Linked DNA regions of Triticum aestivum: region 2 is linked to region 1. A link is a contact called in public Hi-C data. All regions are on one chromosome and are shown on one strand. The core of a region is the stretch at or near the end of the contact, and the rest is flanking DNA. Distances in the headings are between cores, read along the strand shown. Region 1 holds the start of LOC123092043 (ethylene-responsive transcription factor ERF039-like). Region 2 holds the start of LOC123128528.

Region 1 (3,693 bases), core at 383-2,882:
CAGGTGAAGATGAGCATGGGCTCAATCACGAATTACCGAAATGAATATGGATTATTTAGAACAGAGGTGTCACCGGTGTACTGCAATTTTTTTTGGTTGCATGAGGCCATCACATCACATCACATTGGGGCACTGGTACGAACTTGATGCTGATATGTGCCTTCCCTGTGGCGTGCACATCAAAATGGTGGGCGACTTTTACACGGATTTACTGCACATCAACCGATCTATGTGATATTGTTTCTTTTTTGTAAAGGAGTGATATTGTTTCTTTTACAAGACCGAATTTGCAAGTTACATAATTGGAGATATCTCTTTTGCTATTTTCGGCATCACACTAATGTGAATATCTTAGAGAATTCACTAAAATTAGAACCATGTATGCCTTGATTTCTTCAAGAATGAACCCTACTGTGCCGTACGTGAAGAACAACACATCGTGTTAACAAAAGCTTTTTGTATAACGATCCAAGAAGGTTCATGAATTTTAATTAAAATGGCGCTATTAATTCTTGGTCATCGGGAACTTTCGCAAACCTTAGCCAACAATAATTGCACACTATTTGCCCTTATATTGTGGTACTAATGTGCAACTTGGGTAGAAGGTTTGATGCAATTATTACTTCCAGGTTATATGCGGGATGATATAAGACGGTGATGATCAGGTGTTTAATGAAAAGTTTGGAAATCTAACTAATATTTAAGAAAGTTTCGACTAATTTGTGAATAGATAATCTCAGTTTTGACTTTTTTTTGGAAAATTTCCATAGTACACCGAACTTAACACCAACTCAGATCTAGCATTGGCCTCGTCCAACACGGATTGACAAATAAAAGAGGACATCATACATATTAGCACCAGTCTATTGCCCTAGTCCCCAAGTCCACACCCACTTGAACTTGTACTGTTGAATATCTAGTGTTCACCGAAAAGTTTGGAAATCTAACTAGACATTTAGCAAAGTTTCAATTAAACTTTAATAGATAATCTCAATTTAACCAAAAATCTCTATAGTGCACCTACTTAAGATGACTCGGATCTAGACCTGGTCTTATTCCATACGTCTCCACAAATAAAACATGACATCATACATATAAGCACCGCTTGTATACCGAAAAGTATTAAATGATAATACCCTTCACATGCTCTCATGCTCCCAATTTCATAAACACACATTTAAATGTTTTAAAAATGTGTGGATATTCACAAAACATGTGTCTACAACTATTTAAAAAAAATCAAATACACATAGAGAAACAAAAGAAACAAAAACGTGAATAGTATAAAAATGACACTACTAACATCTGTATTTTTTTACGTGTTTTTTTTCAATTTGCATCTGGAAATTTTAGGGTCTGCAGATGCATGCCTTATAAACATTCATAAAAAAATCAGATATTTGTGAACCATTTGAATGTGGGTTTTCTTTGTAAAAAAAAATGTGGGTTTTCAAAATTAGGAGCATGGGAGCATGCATGTGAATGGTGGCATCACCTGATATTCTCCCTTGTCCTAGCTCCCAAGCCCACGGGCCACAGCCACTCAAATTTGTACCGTTGAATCTGTGGTGCCAATTTTATGAAATGATGATGTATAGCATGTAGTACCACAAGGCACTGAAAAAACAATGATGAACATGTGCCCTTGGAAACAAAACAGTGGGGACAACACCAGGGGGGCACCAAGCATATATATCGCCCTCCCATGGTTTCTTAATTAGCTTTTTCACCAGTAAACTTTTCTCCCACCTCGCTCTCTCATATAAACCCCCACTGCAGATACGAACAGACACACACCACCACAAGGCCAAGGCGGAGCAGCGAGAGCTCGCTTGCAGCAAGCAAAGCCATACTCCTTCCCTCGTCGTGCACCCACTGCACGCAGCCATGGCGCCTGCTCGGGAGCTCCAAGAAACCTCGTCGTCTTCGTCGTCATCGACGTCGTCGTATACGACCAGTTCCACGTCCATGTCGTGCTCGTCCACCGTCACGGACTCTTCGTCGTGTCCCTCCTCGCCGGCGAGCGCCGCCAATGCCGTGAAGGCGGTGCCGCGCAAGCGGCAGCTGGACGAGGAAGAGGGAGGGCGGGAGGAGACGGAGGAGGGGAAGACGAAGACGACGAAGAAGAGCAAGCGGAGCAGCGACGGGAAGCACCCGGTGTACCGCGGCGTGCGGATGCGGGCGTGGGGCAAGTGGGTGTCGGAGATCCGCGAGCCGCGCAAGAAGTCGCGCATCTGGCTCGGCACCTTCCCCACCGCCGAGATGGCCGCGCGCGCGCACGACGTCGCCGCGCTCGCCATCAAGGGCGCCCGGTCCGCGCACCTCAACTTCCCGGAGCTCGCCGACGTCCTCCCGCGCGCCGCCTCGCCGGCGCCCAAGGACGTGCAGGCCGCGGCCGCATTGGCCGCCGCGTTCACGTCTTCACCGCCGCCCTTGTCCACGGATCAGTCGGAGGAGGAGGAGGGCCTCATCCAAGAGGAGACCGTCAAGAACGACGCCGGCGCAGACGCTACCACGCCGCCGGAGTCTGCCGCCACGGCTACGAGCTGCGGCGCCGCTGAGCAGGCGGAGGAGGAGCTGCAGCTGTTCGACCTGCCGGACCTGCTCCTGGACATCGAGGACGGGTTCGGGTTCTCCACCATGTGGGCTCCGCTCCCCGACGTCGAGGAGGTCAATGCGGACCTCCGGCTCGAGGAGCCACTCCTTTGGGAGTAGCAGATGCTTGCGAAGACTAGATGATCAAATATACTAGGAGTACTTAATCGCTAGTGTAATCTCTTCTTTGCCTTTTTTTCTTTCCTTTTTTTACTACTAGTGTTTTTTTAGTTTGCCTTTTTTTTTACTTTGTTGGTTTATAATAAGCATAAGGGAGTACGTAGTGATATACATATGCAAAAAAAGTTTGCTACTACCACTACATGTTACCTGAGAGAGTTAATTATTACTATTACCACATAGTAATGTGTGAATCCTAGTGGTTTGACCTTGATAGATTTTAGGCGATGTACTGTATTCGTTATGCTTGGAATACTCTTTGTACTGCATTGAGTTTCCCCAGAAAAAAAAATATGTACATTTGAGTTCCATGCCATGGAGACTGAGATGAGAAGAAGGAATAGAATGCCAAGAAGCTCGAAGTTAAGAGGTCACTAAAGCTGACTTTGAAAACTTAATCTATTCCACCCCTCACTTGTTTATCATCAAGTGATGTTGCTCAACAAGAGGTGCTTTGCTACTGCCAGCAATTTCATGTTTCTTTATCAGCATCAGATCCTGTCGTAAACATCATGTTGAACTTTATTAGTTTGCTCAGTGAAGTTGGGAGAAGAAGCTCTTTTACTGTTCAACAGCAGAGAAAAAAAAGGGTTAAAAATGTCAATTTGTGGATATGAGGTTGTTTGGCTAGTGTTGGTCTCCTCCATGATCAAGCAAGCAGAGGCAGTGCAGTGCAGACAAAAGGCGGCACTCCTCATGTGGCTCCAGTGCAGCATCTCATCATCTTCTTCTTCTTCTTCCTCTGGCTTCCCCTGCTTTTTTTCTTCCTTTTGCCATCTGCTTTGGAAAGCTGCTGCTGATCAAGATGAGGGAATGAGATTCTTCTTCTGCTTCTTTTCCTTGTGGTAGAGAGAGATGAGGGAGGTTATTTTAAGCATGGCCATCATTTCCAGTGAGAAAGCTAATGCTCCCACTTAC
Region 2 (3,617 bases), core at 346-2,845, 370 kb after region 1:
CATACTTCTGGAAAATATGACCCAATAAGTCTGCACTAACCTTTGATACCATTTGCAGCACTGAAGCGACATCAGAATGAATAAACTTATGAGCAAACCCCAAGAAATGGACTACCAGTGAACTATAGAACAAATAGTTGGACAGCACGAAGCCTTGCCATGCTGGAGAGTACCCTACATCACACCTTTGCATTTGTCCATCACTAACGCAATTCACATTTCGCCCACCAGGAGGTGGCAGATCGTACTCATTCAAGTCATCCTGCTGAGCCTTCCATGGTTCCATATAGACCATCCATGCAGAAAAAACCTGAGCAATGTTCTTGATATCTGCATCCCTGGAGCAGAACATGAACGTCCTTAGCACAAACCGATACAATGGTCTCTGCATCAATGGGTTCCAGTAGCCAGCGGGACTGTCACATGACTCCTTCCTTAAGAGCATTCCATCAAACACATTGCCTGCATCAGTGAGTTTGCAGACACTGCTCCTATTCAAATACATCACCAACAGCTTCACTGCATCGCCAAGTCCTGGAGCTGGCAGTCTCTCGGACAGTGTAGGATTTGCACGAGACAGAAGTGACAGTAAAGGCAACCCATAGGAACGGGAAGTCCGAACAGGCAGCGGCGAGAAATCGTCCCCAACAAGCCAGAACTGTACGAGTGTGTGCACGAAGAACTCGGCCCGCCTGAAGGATCCAGCAGCGTCCACACCGTCTCTGACATTCCGATGCAGCAATGTACCAAAACCACCGCGGGGCGGGGCGCAGTCGCTGGGCACGAACTCCTTAAGGTAGGCGTACAGAAGCTTCAGGTACAGCGATCTATCGGGCTTCCGATCCGGATTGCGGCCAGCCGTGGATGCGAGGGTGGACACCCAACTCTCGAGGAGAACGCGTGGCTTAAGCGAGGGTTTCGAAGTGGAGGTCGATGGTTTCGAGGCGCCGGCGGCAGCCTTGGCCGTGGCGGCGGAGATGGGGTAGTACGCGAACCAGAAAAGGTAGTACTCGAACACTGAGAGATGAAGCTTGGAGCCGACGCGGCCGGCAAGGAGCGGCGAGATCACCTTATCGGAGGAGGCCGCGGTGGAGGATAGCGCGAAACCGAGCCAATCGGGGAGCCGCTCGCGCGGGAACGTGAAGCGAGCGAGGGAGTGGCGATCCGCAGCGGAGATGGCGACGAGGAGCGGCCCGGAGGGGGCGAGGAACGACGCGATGAGGTCGGCGAGGGCGGGGTCGCCAGCGGCGAGGTCGAGGAAGCACGGCGAGGCGGGGGAACTGGAGACGAACAGGCGGAAGAGGAGCGCCGGGAGCGCGTCGGCGAAGAAGGCGCGCGGCTGGTCCGCGCCGGAGTGGTGGCGGCGGAGGAAGTCGGCGACCGACGAGACAGCCTCCGCCGCGGCCCGCGGCGCGGAGGCGGCGAGGACGGCCGCCGCGAGGCCGGCCGCGGAGCCGGTCGCCGGCGGCATGTCACCGCCGTGCGGAAGGGGGCACGCGGTAGGGTTTTTGGTGGGGAATTTTGGGGGGCGAGGCGAGGCGAAGCGCGTTGCGGAGCACGAGAGGATTTGAAACGGGGTCGGAATTGGAATGGAGCTTTCGAAGATTTCGGAAATGGCGCCCTCCGCAAAGCGTTTCCTCCACGCTCTCTCCCCTCGCCTTGACCGTTCTCCGTCAGGTTGAACTAGACCGCCTCGCTGACCGGTGGGTCCAGAGGGTGCACGGTGACCGCCTCTGGTGGGTATGGTTGCGGGTAAGGTCTTGGGTCGAGTAATGCAATAATGATGTGGCCCGGCGTTGGGTTTGTGGGACGGCAACGGCGAGCTGTGTGTTGGCTTGAAAAGGACGCTGTGGTCTTGAATTGGGCTGGGCTCCTGGCCAGGCTCTTATGTCGAGGCCTGTGGCCCAGCCCAAGTTTATACCTTGCGCACAGCCCTAGCCTGATCCAGCTCAAGCCTCGACCCAAACAAAAATCGGTTTTCTACTTGTCGTTGCCGCCGCCGCCATCTAAAAAATTTAGGTCCTCTCGCCTCCAGCTGCCATCTTGGCGCTAAGAGGCGGGGGACCTTGGATTTTCAAGACCTCTATATTCTTCGTCAAAGTGTAGTGCTCATCAGAGTCGTGTGAGAATAAATTTCCTCTCGTTCTTTTGACGGTGCCATGAGATTAGAGAGTTTTATGTCCTCGCAGATTCGATTATTCGGATCCGATGAGTTTATGTTGTTGTGTCAAGCTTTTCTGTTTGTTTGATTTTTTGTGGAGGTGAAATCTTTCATCGACACAATGGTGAAGATATAGTGATTCGACGGTACGCATTTCTAGTGGATCATCCACGAACCAAATACGTTCATCGATTAAGGTTTCCCATCTTTTTTAGATGGGCGACTCAAGACGCTTTCAAAAACCATTATTGATGATGTTTGTGTGGGTGAAAGAATGGCAACATCGTTGTTTCAGTCTAATTGCAAACTCTTTAACGAAGTCTTTGGAGTATTTCTTCGAGCAGAAGTTGATACCTCGTTGTAATTTTAGTCATAGGAGTTATTTTGTATTTTCTCAAAACTTAGGTCCAAATCAATGTACCTGTAATTGTCATGAGTATAAATAAAAGTTATATAAGTGTTTCTAAAAAACCTTCCATCACGATCCAGTCAGAGCTGGCCAAACGGGTCGGCCTGGCCCGCCGTAAACATGCACGGCACGACACGGCCCACTAGGGCACGGTTAATAGCCGAGTCGTGCCATGCCGACCCACGTGCTGCAGGCAGCAGCCTAAGCACTGCACGGGATATAAGTGGGTCGGCCCGTGGCACGCTTAGGCACCCCGGCCCGTGTCGATTTGATTTTTTCCTTGAAATACGCGGAAAAACAGGGGGAAAGCCCAAAAGATGTAAAAAGTACGATGAAGTATTAAAAAGGATAAAAATATATTTTTTACATGGTAATACGTGTCTCATTTATATCATAAGGATCATAGTATAAGCCATGTACAAACCGACCTGACAAAACTGAAAAGACAACAAAACGCTACAAAAGTATGCATGCATTACAAAATTATTGAACATATTAGAGTACTCCCTCCATTCCAAAATATAGTGCAAGCGCTTCTTGAGGTCCAACTTTAACCATAAATTTAACCAACGAGACCGACTGCGGCGGAAGAAAAAATTATATAATTGAAAAAAAAAATGAATACGAATTCACTGGTATAAATTTTGCTTCTGTCGCAGTCGGCCTTGTTGGTTAAATTTATGGTCAAAGTTGAAGCACGAAAATAGAGAAAACACTATATTTTGGAACGGAGGGAGTATTAGGTATTTATATAGGACATATATATATATATATATATATATATATATATATATATATTTCAAAATAAAAATAAACGAGTCGTGCCGTGCAGGCCCGCGTGCCCAGCCTCCAGGCCCAGGCATGGCCCATGGTGTGCCGCGTGCCGGGCCTGGCCCGTTTAGCCAGGGCCGTGCCGTGCCGTACTACCGGGCCGGCCCAGTTAGCACGGCCCGTTTGGCCAGCTATAGATCCGCTATCCAGCCCAGACCTACGTCGGATCTGGGCCAGGGCCTATAAACTAGGGGCTGGCTCGAGCCTGACCCACCC

What was found. Hi-C and Micro-C count contacts between places; a contact is called where the count stands out from the background.
Region 2: a Hi-C map of leaf shows a contact between it and region 1, with 9 times the contacts expected there. The contact joins the promoter of LOC123128528 here to the promoter of LOC123092043 in region 1. A contact is called at or near these places in 2 of 5 Hi-C or Micro-C datasets (leaf and root).

The regions. Positions count from the first base shown.
Region 1 is chr1B:424,750,264-424,753,956 of IWGSC CS RefSeq v2.1, forward strand. It overlaps LOC123092043 (ethylene-responsive transcription factor ERF039-like), which reads left to right and starts at 1,633. Exons shown (of 1, transcript XM_044513709.1): 1 at 1,633-2,888. The coding sequence starts at 1,888. The coding sequence ends at 2,715.
Region 2 is chr1B:425,124,056-425,127,672 of IWGSC CS RefSeq v2.1, forward strand. It overlaps LOC123128528, which reads right to left and starts at 1,596. Exons shown (of 4, transcript XM_044548560.1): 1 at 41-1,596. The coding sequence starts at 1,471.